3 separate regions of the Zea mays genome follow, and regions 1 and 3 are each linked to region 2. The links are chromatin contacts, called in public Hi-C maps. All regions are on one chromosome and are shown on one strand. Each heading gives the region's core, a stretch centred on a gene start, on an enhancer-like site or on the middle of the called end of the contact. The rest is flanking DNA. Distances are from core to core; before and after follow the strand shown.

Region 1 (2,700 bases), core at 18-2,517, 290 kb after region 2:
AGTCGGAGGAAATAGGTAACATCTACACTGGAAGAACCCGGCTTCGGACGAACTCTACAGCACTGAGCCTGGGGTCGGGCGTGGCGGAACCGGACAGGGTGTCAGACGCGTTGAAGGGAAACCACTCGAGTGGATCTCGCGTGTGGCCCAAGACCGACCCATCATAAAACGATCGATCACATTAACTACGTGTGGCGCCACACCACAGCGGAGGCGTCGGTCTGCCTCCCACTTCATCTAAAGAAATGTATCATTATTCTCCACGTTGTTCATAGCCTAGATCTATTATTTACAGTTAGACTGGTCCAGAGTGGTTTCACCGCCCTTGGTAGCGATTGAACTGACCTGCACAGTCGAACTGATAATTTGATTTTATTTTAAAGTTTGTGGTGAAAATTTTAGGTGTAGTCTATTCACCCATCTCTACTTTCAATACCGCACAATAAATTTCATATCTTGTATGGTGAATTCTTCCCTTTGTTGTTGAATTTATTTCTTGTACATTCGTAGAGCTTTGTTACTATAGGTTGCAAACCTATTTTAGTTCAACTTTGGTTGGACTATTTAATTCTCTTATGATTCTAACTAAATGTAATGAGCGTGTTCAATTTCATATCCTTCATCCTACAATATCCAGATGTTTTGTGCAATATCAATTTTTTTGCCTAGCTAGACTTTACAGTAGATAGTAAAAAATCCAAACGTACCCCAAACGTCTTTAGCTGGGCAAAGTGAGGTAAAGCCCTAGCAAGAGATTCGAACAACTTTTTTTTGGGGGATGGAGGGTGTACTCCTGAAGCCCTAGCAAGAGATTCTGCAAGAGATTCTGCAGTTTATAGAAACTTATGACATTGTAGTATATACATGACGTGATAAAGATTGGCGCAACTTTATAAGCCATGTCAAAAAATATGTACAATTACCGACATCTACAGAAATTATTTCATGCATTGAAAATACTTTAACAGATTGATTTTAAGTAAGATGTTTAATCCACCGAACGGCCCAAGCCCACTGGAGGCCTGGTGGGTGCACGCTAAGAGGTCTGTTTAACGTTTTGCTAGCGAACCAGATTGTAAAGGCATATAGGAAGCCCGACGTCTAGACAGATGTCAGCATTGTAAGTTAATGGGCCGAAGTTGTACAGTGAACCATCTCCCACCTTTGACACTTCGCGCTCCCCATCCAAACCGTACTGATCCGCCGGCCGCCGTTCTCCATTTCAAATTGCAAACCTATACTCCTTTTCCGCCTCCTCGACGCAACTCGTCGCCGTCTTCTCCAACTCGCACTTCGTCCCTCGCCCCACCCAGGGGCGGATCTCCACCCGGGGCTGCCTGGGCTGCAGCCCCTGTCGGCAGTCGCGGCCCAGTCCATCATCGCGCGACATGACCTAGCAGTAGCAGCAGACGTCCTACGTCCAGCCCCAGCCGCCGCCGTTTGGCTCCTGCGTTCGATCTCGCTGCGTCCTGGTCCTGCGCCCTGCGGTCCAGCCTCCTCTCCAAGACTCCACTTCTCCAGCGCGCTCGCCCGCGCCAGCCGCCAGGCCGCCACCGGCCACCGCCATTGGCCCCACCATTTGCCGCTCCCGCCTACGATGCCGACGAGTGAGGTGTGGAGCTTGTCCGATTTTGAAATCAGCAAGTACATCGCTGAGGGCAGGTTCGGCAAGGTCTACCTCGCCCGCGAGAAGCAGGTCTGCCCAATCAGCCCCTTCCAATGCTCTTGATTTACCCCAAAATATTGCCTACATGGAAGTTAATCTACGCGCGGGGACGATCCAGAGCGGGTACGTGGTGGCGCTCAAGGTGATATTTAAGGCGAAACTGAAGAAGCACCGCTTCCACGCGCACCTACGGCGGGAGATCGAGATCCAGCAGAGTCTCGACCACCCTAACGTGCTCCGCCTCTTCACCTGGTTCCACGACGAAGAGCGAGTCGTCCTCGTCCTCGAGTACGCGGCCCGTGGCGAGCTCTACAAGGTCCTTCGCGCTGCTGGCCGCTTCACCGAGCGCACGTCCGCCACAGTAAAAAACCCCCCGTTTTCCTTTTGCTTCACTTTTATTTCCCGGTTGTGCCTACGGCTGGATTGCCATTCCTCCTACTGTTATTAACCTAAATCATGTTAACCTGAACCATAATAACCGATGCAAAGTCTCATGTGACAGCGACTGTGTACATACAAAGTTCCCTAGGCAGCTAGACCATGAGCCGAGTAGTTATATGGTTGGTAATTCTGTGATATTACTTCTATTCAGGTCATGAATGGTAGCAAGAAAGTTTTGAGTAATGGCCTAACTTGATTTTACTGGAATCAGATATCGTGTATGACAGGAGTCATCAATTGCTGGTACATTGTGTGCAATGGTCAATGGTTACAAGTTACATCAAAGGCAGTTGACATTGAACAAAATTCGATATTTGCAAATTCTTAGTGCCATTTAATAAGCTTTCAAAATGATATTTTGGATTTTATGGATCTTTGCATTATCTGATTGCAGCATTAAGTACTCTTTAGAAACTCTTAATGTATTTCCTAGGAGTATAAGTTAAGCTGAACCAAATGTTTATGTGAACTGCTAATCATGTGTCACACATGCAGTGCGCTCTGCAGTTTATGACTTTATTGCCGTGAACCCATACATTTATACACAAAACATAGAGAGAATGCATGACATCTCTTTTAACATGACACTGTCT
Region 2 (2,700 bases), core at 106-2,605:
TTTTAAAACGACTACTATTTTAAAACGAATATAGTATTTATTTTAGATAAGTTCAAATAATCTACCCTGTGCACTATATTGTTTGGTTTGGAATTTAACGTCCGGTAGCTTTCTCAGTTTTAGATATAAACATGTATATAAGTAATAGAAATAGATTTTTTCGATCTTTCTGCTCCCTCTCTTTTTATGCAACTTACATCATGCCTTTTGGGCTCGCTCACGCGTAGCAGCCAGTGTATCATGTATACGGATTGATGAAGTAGCTTAGAAATGGAGACTCCCGATATTTGATGATCGTGGAGATAGTTTGATTTGAGACGAAGGTCAACTTCAGTGTTTGGCGGTCCGACTATATGACACTAGCAGAATATTGTGTCTTAGCCATTGGTGTGCCAACTTTAGATGATCAAGACAAGATACTTCTTCCCCCTAGCTAGAGTGAGGTATGCACCCGTGTTTGTTTTGGGAAAGCCACTTTGCATGCTCGAGTTTTGCCAAATTAAAAAAGAAAACAACAGTGTCGAAGAAGTTAACCTTTTCGCCAGATTCCCAGGCAAAAGATCTCCATATGGAGCCATGGAACGAACTATCCGGAGCGTACGGCCTTTGTGTATCATCATCGACTTGGACTTGCATCGTGCACGAGGACAGCCAGAGAAAACAAATGGCAGGAGGCAGGACCACAGCGTGCTTGGGAGCGCTGCCAACAAAACCAAACGCATCCATCTGACCCCACCCCCCGCGCGCGCAGCCTCCAGACGTCCCGAAACGCCAATCCGCCACCGAAACCGATGGGCCAATCCTCCAGATGTCCCCCGTGAGACCAGGGACATGGAGATGGAAGAATCACCACGGACGATTCACGTCTAAAAAAAGGCGTTCGTCATCCATTCCAGGCCAGGCAGGATCTCACCTGGGCACGCAAGCTGTCAAGGCGTCGATCACGCATGTAAAAACTTGCACGGAACGTAAGCTAAAGCAAAAAAACGGAAGGGACCCCGCTGCAGTTCTCGGAGAGACGCGAGGGGTGCAGGCGCAAAACTACGCGTGTGGTGTGAGAAGCGGTAACTCGAGGCCGCGCCGATGGAGGGATCCCACGATTCACCGTGGAGTGTTGAGAGAGACAGAGACGTCCGGCTCCGGCCGCGACCGCGAGCTTATCGCGCTGGATGCGACGTGAGGAATCGGCAACGCAGCGCGCGCCCACCGCACCCCAGGCGCCGCGTGGTTTGGGGGCGTGGTCTCTCTCTCTCTCTCTCCTCCCATCCTGCGGTCCAGCTCGCAGATTCCATTCGCCCCGCTCGCCGCCACCACCCGTCTATACATATGCCAGGGCGGGCGCACCTCCGGAATCCAGATCCCCTCACAGTCATCCTCCACCCACCCCACCCACCGCCTCCGCCTCTCTCTCTTTCGTTTGTTCGTCTCGGCTTCCGGTCGCCGATTCTTCTCTGCGCAAAAGATTCCTGGTGGTGGTGCCCGTACCTTGCTCCACGCCTCGCTCGCGTCGCGTGCATGGGGCTGGACGTCGGCGGCATCGGGATGGGCCTGGATCTGGGTCTGGACCTCGGGCTGTTCGCCGCGCGGAGCGCCGGAGGGATGGCGGCCGCGGCCAAGGGTGCGCCGGCGGAGATCGAGTCCTGCATCAGGAGCCTCGAGGAGGAGCGCCGGAAGATCGAGGTGTTCAGGCGCGAGCTCCCGCTCTGCGTGCGTCTCCTCGCCGATGGTGAGAAGTGGTCTCCTGCTGTCCTTTCATGTACTTCTTCCTATCCTACGTATATACGCGCGCGCGCGCGTTGTTGTGGTCTCTCTTCTCGGCCCCTGGTTCGCTGACGCGGTGGTGGTGCGTGCGTCGCGGCCTGCAGTGATCGACGAATTGAAGGATGAGGCCGCCAAGAGAGGCGGAGACGCGGAGGCCAAGGCCGACGACGGCGATAAGCGGAAATGGATGAGCACCGCTCAGCTGTGGCTCGACAGCGACGCCAAATCCGACGAGGTAGAGCAGGCAACTCTAGTACGCCATGCTGCTTGTTTTCATCAGATTGCTCTATTGTTTTCCTTTTTGATCCATGGGTCTTTCATGTTTAGGGTCATTCTTACCAAATAAAATCAAACTGTAACACGGATTATTTTATCTCTACTTACAGTCTGACAAAGAGCAACTGAGTGAAATCACTTCGCCGGAGCCCAAGTTGCTCGGTGGCGCACCCATGCCCATAAGGGCCGTTGCGGCGGTGCCACCCCTGCCGCCTCCATTCTTCAGGAGAGAAGACAGCTCTGCCGGCAGTGGTCTGTCGCTGGTACCACCCGCAGCTAAGCCGCCGATTCCTCCCATGTCTGCCAGCGACAACGCGAGCGGCAGATTCTGTGCCACTATGCCACCGTCTGGCTCTGGGGCCAACTTGCACTCTCAGGCTCAGCAGCAAGCCAGGAAGGCGAGGCGGTGCTGGTCGCCGGAGCTTCACCGGCTGTTTGTTGCCGCCTTGCATCAACTCGGCGGCCCTCAAGGTACATATACACGACACCGCGGATCGTCTGTAAGAAGTTTACTACTAGTTGCTTGCTAGAGGAGATGTGTTAACGAATTTCACCGTTGGTTGCAGTTGCTACTCCGAAGCAGATCAGGGAGGTGATGAAGGTGGACGGGCTTACAAACGATGAAGTGAAAAGCCATCTCCAGGTGAGCAATGATCCGTTTTG
Region 3 (2,700 bases), core at 1-2,500, 310 kb before region 2:
AACTGTAGTGTACTGACAGCTAATAAGGATACAAGTTCTACTCTTCCACAGGAATAGGAAGACCTATAGGTACGGTATTGTATTGGTATGTATACGATGACTATGCATCTTTTCTCGCACTCGGTACTGTACAAGAGGAGCAGCCACAAAAATCAAACAATAGCGCTACTGGCACCATACGAAATGAATGAACGAATAGTGTGTTCCACTTCCACCGCTGAACTCGGCAGCTGCGGACCAAAATCTTGGACGGGTGATGAGATGAGATCCGCCGCCCGCGCGCGCAGCGGTTTCACGCGGTCATGAGGAGGCGGGGCTTCTTGAAGGCGAGGGGGCTCTGCACCTCCTCGTCCTCCTCCCACATCTTGCCGGGCTTGCCGCACCGGAACACGAACTCCGGCACGGCCGGGAGGTTGAGGTCGAACGCACGCGCGGCGGAGCTCCCGACCTCGGCGGACGTCTCGGCGGGCGCCGCCGGGACGTCGGTGGACGCGGCGGCGCTGCCGACGCCCCCGTCGTAGTGCTTCCTCTTGTGCCCGCCGAGCGCCTGGCCGGTCGGGAACTCCTTGTGGCAGACGGAGCACCTGTGGACTCTGCTCGAGGCCGCCCCGTCGGAGGACGCGGCGGTGGATGACGTGGCCGGCTCGCGGCCGACCTCGACTGGCGGCAGCGGCGGGACGACGACGGTGATCGGGGCGGGGGCCTCCGGGACGGGCACTGCTGCCGAGACAGTTACAGCGGCGGCAGTAGGAGGAGGAGGAGGCGTCGGCAGCTTGACCCGGTGGCTGGTCTTGTGGCCCCCCAGCGCCTGGTAGGAGCTGAAGGACTTGCCGCAGACGGAGCACCTGAACTCCGCGGCGGCCGGCGCCGCGGACGGGACCGGCGTTGGCGGCGCCTGGACGCGGTGGTGGCCACCGCGGGAGAGCATGAGGAGGCAGAGCGCGAGGTTCTCCTCCTCCGATCGCTGGCGGCGCGAGCGCTTCCTCTTGGCCCACCCCTGGGGCACGTGGGCGCCCTCGTCCCCGCCCGTGGCGGTGGCGCTGCTGCTCGTGGTCGTCGCTGCGGGCGCGACCTCCTCCTCGCTCTGCTTCTCCGGGACGACGGCGTGGAGCAGCTCCATGGAAGACATGGTAGAATAATGCAAGCTCAAGCTTCGCTGGGAGACGGGGCTGTTTGGCTGCGACTTGTTCTCGCGGTGGTTGCTTGGGCGCCTTGCTCTCGCTCGCTGTGGTGAGACTGTGCGAGTGTGATGAGTGAGGGGAGTGAGGGTTTTAAAGCGGTGGCGGGTGTGTGATGGGGCGTGGGAAGTTGCGTCGTAGGTGGGGGTAGTGAGGTGGTCGCGGCGTGGGCACGCACGCGGCACAGTCACAGGTGGGGGCGCGGCGGCAGTGGGTGGGAAGCCGGTGGAGTGGCGGCTAGAGACGGGTTGGGTTGAGACGTTGAGTTGAGTAGTCTCGTTCGGGTGGGTGCATGGGTGGTGGACGGAGGCGGCGAGAGGGCTGCAGGGAAGAGGTCGTGGTCAACGTGGAGGCGAAGACACGGAGAGGATGCAAAGGGGAAGCCGGGCAGCACAACTTGCCTGCCGCTGAGCTGAGCGGTGCGGTGCGGTGGAACGAGAACGACGACTGGTCGTGCGAGTGTGGTAGGGTAGGAGAGTGTGTACAGGTACAGGCCAGCTAGTATGTGCGAGAAAAGAGAGGTGTGGGGAGGGAGGACTGACCGGGGCGCGCGGCTCCTGCGTCGCTGTGGATGTGAGATGCGGTCGTCGTCGGTTGCGGATCCATACATATCTCGAACCGATCCACGCATACCCGGCTTGATCCGGCAACGCTGGACGCGCGGGCGGGCAGACGGACCCGGATCGAGTAATAAGCAAGCAAAAAAAACAACGAATTACAGCAGGTTTTATTTTTCTTTTTGCGAACCAACAAATTAAGCTTCCATATTTTAACTAGTGTGTGCACACTGAAAACTGAAGTACGTAGTATGTCACAAACTTTGTTGGCGCTTATATATTACTACGGTGCTGCGCGGTAGTAGTAGGAAGAGGAGGATGAGCAGTTTGTCTGGTGTCTGCGCTAGTAGCCTAGTACTCTGCGAGGCATTTTAAGCACATGCGCAAACATGCAAACGCTTGAGCGGTGGTCCTCGGCTCCCCGTCGCCCCCTGTTCTGGCCAGGCAGACGGTTCCAAGTCCAAAACAAACCAGAACCGAACCGGTAGCAACTAGCAAGTCGGGCGCAGACCACGCGGTGGGTGGGCCCGCAACAGCGCGCATGGAAGATTCCAACAGCCTGGGCACCTCGAGGGGGTCAGTTAAAATAACCCATCGCGTATGAGCTTCCGTCGGCTGAAGTGGCACCGGGTTGCATGGATCTTCTGCATCTACCAGATAGGCACGCGGTTGCGGAGAATTTTTCTTTTCTTTTCTAGATGGGTTAATGGCAGTGGGAGCAGCCGTTGACACTTGCGCTGTCACAGTCTCGCGTTAGTACGTTCACGCACATGATATATAAGCTGTAGTAAAGAAATTGGAATCGGTAGTTAAGTTCTGTCATTTTTTTTAAAGTCTGTCGTTAAAACAGGATTTTTCTTTGTTGTCCAGACCTCGATCAGTTACCCTCTCCCAACAATGCCTTTTATTTGTTTAAAAATAAAAAAGCACTCCCAGAGCGATGCTTTGTGGATGAGCATATGACT

Evidence for each region. Hi-C and Micro-C count contacts between places; a contact is called where the count stands out from the background.
Region 1: a contact with region 2 is called in a Hi-C map of endosperm, with 2.2 times the contacts expected there. The contact joins the promoter of LOC103644061 here to the promoter of LOC100282724 in region 2. A contact is called at or near these places in 3 of 25 Hi-C or Micro-C datasets (ear, endosperm and tassel).
Region 3: a Hi-C map of endosperm shows a contact between it and region 2, with 2.4 times the contacts expected there. The contact joins the promoter of LOC100284288 here to the promoter of LOC100282724 in region 2. A contact is called at or near these places in 3 of 25 Hi-C or Micro-C datasets (bundle sheath, endosperm and leaf mesophyll).

The regions. Positions count from the first base shown.
Region 1 is chr1:287,316,438-287,319,137 of Zm-B73-REFERENCE-NAM-5.0, forward strand. It overlaps LOC103644061, which reads left to right and starts at 1,268. Exons shown (of 7, transcript NM_001368674.1): 1 at 1,268-1,696; 2 at 1,785-2,027. The coding sequence starts at 1,598.
Region 2 is chr1:287,021,450-287,024,149 of Zm-B73-REFERENCE-NAM-5.0, forward strand. LOC100282724 reads left to right here and starts at 1,356. Exons shown (of 5, transcript NM_001155631.2): 1 at 1,356-1,726; 2 at 1,866-1,996; 3 at 2,148-2,508; 4 at 2,604-2,680. The coding sequence starts at 1,516.
Region 3 is chr1:286,711,340-286,714,039 of Zm-B73-REFERENCE-NAM-5.0, forward strand. LOC100284288 reads right to left here and starts at 1,251. Exons shown (of 1, transcript NM_001157183.2): 1 at 1-1,251. The coding sequence starts at 1,129. The coding sequence ends at 293.